Linked DNA regions of Pan troglodytes: region 1 is linked to region 2. Evidence: chromatin contacts called from public capture Hi-C data. All regions are on one chromosome and are shown on one strand. The core of a region is the stretch at or near the end of the contact, and the rest is flanking DNA. Distances in the headings are between cores, read along the strand shown.

Region 1 (2,700 bases), core at 57-2,556, 200 kb before region 2:
AATATACTCATTATATGATTATATAATATACTCATTATGATTATATAATATAATAAATATATATATCTTCCATGTCTTTACTTCACATACTCTTTTTTTATTTTTATTTTTAAACAGGGTCTTGCTCTGTCACCCAGGCTGTGATCATAGCTCACTGCAACCTCAAACTCCTGAGTTCAAGCCATCCTCTCATGTAGCTAGGACCACAGTCATGTGCCACCATGCCCAGCTAATTTTAAAAGTTTTTGTAAAGATGGGGTCTAAGTTGCTCAGGCTAGTCTCAGACTCCTGGCCTCAAGCCATCCTCCTGCCTCAGCCGCTCAATGTGCTAGGATTACAGGTGTGAGCCACCACACCTGGCCTACTTAACATGTCATTTCTCGGTTGGTTTCTATTGATTTTCTCCTTATTATGGTTCATATTTTTTTCTGCTTCTTTGCCATACCTGTTCACTTTTTATTAGATACCAGATTTAACAAATTTTACCTTTTTGGGTTCTAGATATTTTTATATTCTTACAAGTATTCTTTAGCTTGTTCTGGGATGCAGTTAAGTTACTTAGAAACAGTTTGATCCTAGCTGGGTGCGGTGCATGCCTGTAATCCCAGCACTTTGGGAGGCTGAGGTGGGTGGATCACTTGAGGTCAGGAGTTTGAGACCAGCCTGGCCAACATGGTGAAACCCTGTCTCTACTAAAAATACAAAACTTAGCCAGGTGGGGTGGTGCACACCTGTAGTCCCAGCTACTTAGCAGGCTGAGGCATAAGAATCGCTTGAACCTGGGAGGTGGAGGTTGCAGTGAGCTGAGATCTTGCTACTGCACTCCAGCCTGGGCGACAGAGCGAGACCGTATCAAAAAAAACAAAACAAAACAAAACAAAACCAAAACCAAAATCAGAAACAGTTTGATCCTTTTGGGTCTTGCTTTTAAGCATTTTTTTTTTTTTTTTTTTTTTTAGATGGACAAGTACAGCATTTAATCTAGGGTTGATTATTCCCCACAACTGAGGGAAGACCCTTCTGAGTATTCTATCTAATACCTCCTAAGGAATTAGAAGGTCTTTCCACTCTGGTTGATGAGCTTAAGAACTATTCCTGGCCCTGTGTGAGCTTTAAAGATTGTTCCCTGTAATTCTTTGGTGGTTCTTTCCCCAGCCTTGAGATACTTTCCTCAAACCCATGAGCTCATTAGCACTTAGCTGAAGTTGTGAGTGGGGACCCTCTGGAGACCTCTGGGGCCCTCTCTTTGTGTGACTGTCTCCTCTCTGGTACTCTGCCTTGGAACTCTAGCTGCCTTGGCCTCCCGAACTTCTCAGTTCAGGGATTTGGAGTTGGCCTGAGTTCCCTCTCCCTTTTGGAAAGTCTCTCCCGGGAATAAGCTGGGCTGATCACAGGGCACAGCTTGTCTCTTTTCTGTTTCTCAGGGATCACTGTCCTTCATTGCCTGATGTACAATATCTTAAAAACCATTGTTTCATATATTTTGCCCAGTCTTTTAGTTGTTTCAGGTGAAGGGAAAATCCAGTTCCTGTTATTCCATCTTGGCTGGAAACAGAAGTCTATATTGTTTTTTAATTTTGAAAAACGGAGGGCCTCTGGAATGTAGGATTATGCCAGGCCAAGTTGCTCATTATCAGGCCAGGAAAAGCAGCTCTTGAAGAGGCTGAAAGGGCTTCCAGCCTAACTGCGAGGGTGCTGAGTCATTCTAGCAGAGACCGGGCACTCTGCTTTTCTGGCTCTTATCAAGTCTTTAGCTTTTATCTTTGGACTCAACTTACTAGTTCACATTCCTTTGGTGGTGAAGGTTTGGTCTCTTCCACTTTGAAGCAGTATCTCTCCGCTTACACTTGAAATCTTGAATCTTTTACTTGGTTCTCTTTAGTCCCTGTTTGTGTATTTAGGTCACTAGAGGCTTCTACATCTGGGGCACATTAAAGTTCCTCAGTGGTATTTACAGCAACCAGCATCTGTTTCTGTAGAGAACAATTAACCCAAAGATACTACCTTGTTCTACCTTGAAGATGAATTACAGAGACACTTTTAAAAGGCAAATCCTTCATTTCAAGGGTGAATAAAATACCACCTAACAAAGCATTCCAGCTGGTTAAATTTAGGACATGAAAAAAACCTGACCTAAGAATATCGTCTGGCTTGGAGTCCAGGGTGTTTTTCCTTTTAGAGTAAATTTGGTACCTTTTCATTCATGTGAAGTTGTTGCCCCCCAGCATTTTATTCTGGGATGAAAGGTCAACAGGGACTGTCTTGTTGCTAAATCTAATGGACACTTCTCAGTTATTACACCTACTGGACCTCTTAACAATATTTGACACTGTTGACTATTATTTCCTTCTTAATACATCCCCTGACTTTTCCTTCCCCTTTCAGGCCTTTCTTCCTCTGCCTGTTTTTTCAGTTGGTACTACTCTTGGTTCTGTCCTGAGCTTTCTCACATTAAACATTCCCTGTGGGCTGTCTTATGCATGCCCATGGCCTCACAGGGAATTCCTAAATCTATATTTCTAGCCTAAGTATTTTTTGCTGAGCTTCAGACCATTATGTTCAACTGTTCACTTGACATCTTCACTTGGATGGCACATGGGTCACCCAACCTTAGCAGGCTCACAGTTGAACTCATCCATTCTCCCCTCAGTTCAGCCCTGCCTCTCATGTTCTTCATTTCTGCAAAGGGCACTTCTAAAC
Region 2 (2,700 bases), core at 126-2,625:
TACCTAACAGTGTTGTTGGGAGGATTAAATGTCCTAACACCCCCAGAGCACGGGGCAGAGAGTAATTGCTCATGAATGACACAACTGTCCAAGGTAGGTTGCCCAGCCCAAGGCCTTGTCTTTTTGGGACAACTGGCTAAATGAGATCCAGCTCCCACTGTGGCTTCCCAGGCATCTCTATTCATGCCACGGTGGGGAGATGGACGCCCGTGCTTGCTTTATGTCCCTGGGCCTCTTCCTCCTCCAGCACACGGGATGACAGCACCAAGCCACCACCTTGACCTTGGGCATGGACGCAGCTGGCTGTGGCCACTGGGTGGAAGCATTCAATTGCAGATGCTCCAAATTTTCCCTTGCTCTCCTCCTGGCCTGGTACCCAGGGGCCACGCCCAGCCAGCATGGAGTTGACTCTGTATGAGAAATATATCTTTATGGTTTGAAGCCTCTTGGATTTAGCAGTTGTTTTGTTTCCAGTATAACCTTATCTATTCCCACTGATAAAACAGGGTTGCCCTGTCCCAAGCTAAGGCTCCTTGGAATGCTCATCTAGATGAGGGTCAGTCTTAACTGCAACTTTCCAAGCATCTCTGAGTCCCAGCCAATGCCCTCACTGTGTTAGAAACCTCCATGCTTAGCTCCGCCGGCCTCCGCAGCCCCCTTGCCCTGGCCAAGGGCCACTCTGAAACATGATAACAGAGAGGGCTGCCTCGTTTCCCCAAATATAGGCTCTTATCAGCCTCATTCGCCCTAGGACATTTGGTCATTGTCTTAGTCTAGACATCAAAATTAAAATCTCTTATGAGCTCATATTCTGGGGAAGTTGGGTCAGGCTGTGTCAGGGCCAAAATTCCTCTGCCTCCGGCCCAGCTGCTGCTACAGCAGAGATGAAGCTTGTTGGAAGGGAAACTAGGGATGAGGGACGGAGCCTGGAGGGAGAGCCAGAAAGCAGGGCTCTGCTTCTCAATGTGTGATCTTGGAGAGTCACTTTTTGTCTCTGGGCCAAAGATGAAATGGACTTGCCTTTTCCTGCCTTGGGGCCTTTGCACAGGCTGTTCCCTCTGTCTGAAGCTCTCACCACCTCCCTTCCTCTTCACCTGGTTAACTCTTGCTCAGCTATCACATCTCAGCCTAAAATACAGGGTCATTGTGCTCAAGGAAACTTGAAGGCCTGCTGCCTTCAGCGCAGACACCTTCCTTTAATTGTGTCCAGAGACTGTCTCCTTGCTAGGCTCAGAGCTCCACGAGAGTGAGAATCTGTCTGTTTACCTCTCTGTGACTCAATTAAGTCTTGCTGAAGGAACGAGTGAGGTACATCAATCTGCTCCACGAGAGCCTACAGCTCCCTGGCACTTGGCAGGAGCTGCAAGAGGGCCCCCCTCGTCTCTTTTCTGCTCCCTCTTCCTGCTTGCTGGTGGGTTGGAAATCCTTGGCAAGGATTAAGTGTGTCCTGAGTGACTTGGCCCTTTGCTGCCTCCTGGCGTCCACTTCCAAGATAGCCGTCCTCAGATGCTTCTCCCACTCGTGGAGGAAAACTGAGTGTGGCTTCCATGTGCTGTGATCTCGTTCATTTCCAACAGTAGCCTTGTGAGAGAGGAATGATCATCCCCTGTTTGACAAATGAAGAAGGTCCACATTTGTTCATTTGTTTGTCGAATAATGACTGAGCACCTATTATTTGCCAGACACTTTGTTGGGAGCTGGTGCTTCACTGATGAACGGCAACGCGCTGCCTCATGGAGCTTACGTTCAGGTCTGCAATAGGGAAGGCAGATAGTAAACAAGTGAACAAACATTTTGTGTGGGCCAGGCGCGGTGGCTCATGCCTGTAATCCCAGCACTTTGGGAGGCTGAGGCGGGCAGATCACTTGAGGTTAGAAGTTCGAGACAAGCCTGGCCAACGTGGCGAAACCCCATCTCTACTAAAAATACAAAAATCAGCCAGGTGTGGTGGCGCACGCCTGTAGTCCTAGCTACTCGGGAGGTTGAGGCAGGAGAATTGCTTGAACCTGGGAAGTGGAGGTTGCAGTGAGCCAAGATCGCACCACTGCACTCCAGCCTGGGCGACAGAGCAAGACCCCGTCTCAAACAAAACAAAACAAAACAAAACAAAACAAAACAAAATCCATTGTGTGTGTGTGTGCACAAGCACACTCAAGATGCCAGGGGACAGTGGCTGGGCTTTGGTGGTCCAGATGTTAACTGACTTGTACAAGATCACAGAGATGCAGCTAGATTTGAACCTGGTAGTAACAATTGTAGCTAATAACTCTATAAGCCCTTGCTCTGCCATGTGCTGCTGAACTCAGCGCTTTTTACATATACGCTACAACAGCCCTACTATTATCCTTGTTTTGCACATGGGGAAATAAAGCACAGAGAGCCTAGGTAGCTTACCCAAGGTCACTCAGCTGCTCAGTGGTGGAGCTAGGACTCAATCCAGGCAATGTCGTTCCAGAGCCTGCCCTTTAACACTGTAAGGCAAAATTTAGAAGTTTTGACATCCAGGGCCTCGCGGATGATGGCCACAAACCCAGTGTGCTACTCTCCTCCCAGCCCAGCCAAGTAGACCATCCTGGACAGTCTCCTGCCCTCAGATCATCCAAGATGACTGTATAGCCTCCTGTCCCATGAGTTGGAAAGGATGGGGAGGAGAGGGTGCTGTGGAGGGCCCCTATCCTCAGGAATCCTGACGGGCTAGCC

The links. Capture Hi-C pulls out chosen DNA fragments and counts their contacts.
Region 1: a contact with region 2 is called in a capture Hi-C map of stem cell-derived neural stem cells, with 5 times the contacts expected there. The contact joins two enhancer-like sites. A contact is called at or near these places in 6 of 7 Hi-C or Micro-C datasets (blood, induced pluripotent stem cells, a lymphoblastoid cell line and 2 more) and 1 of 1 other capture datasets (stem cell-derived neural stem cells).

Annotation. Positions count from the first base shown.
Region 1 is chr11:24,990,182-24,992,881 of NHGRI_mPanTro3-v2.0_pri, reverse strand. No RefSeq gene overlaps it. Among named protein-coding and RNA genes, the nearest start is that of RGS3, 6.9 kb to the right of the region's middle. Within about 2 kb of position 1,306, at least 3 of the 24 cell types and tissues checked have an H3K27ac peak or open chromatin away from gene starts, as enhancers often do. A contact at or near this core is called in stem cell-derived neural stem cells, where this site is marked.
Region 2 is chr11:24,790,271-24,792,970 of NHGRI_mPanTro3-v2.0_pri, reverse strand. No RefSeq gene overlaps it. Among named protein-coding and RNA genes, the nearest start is that of RGS3, 190 kb to the left of the region's middle. Within about 2 kb of position 1,375, at least 11 of the 24 cell types and tissues checked have an H3K27ac peak or open chromatin away from gene starts, as enhancers often do. A contact at or near this core is called in stem cell-derived neural stem cells, where this site is marked.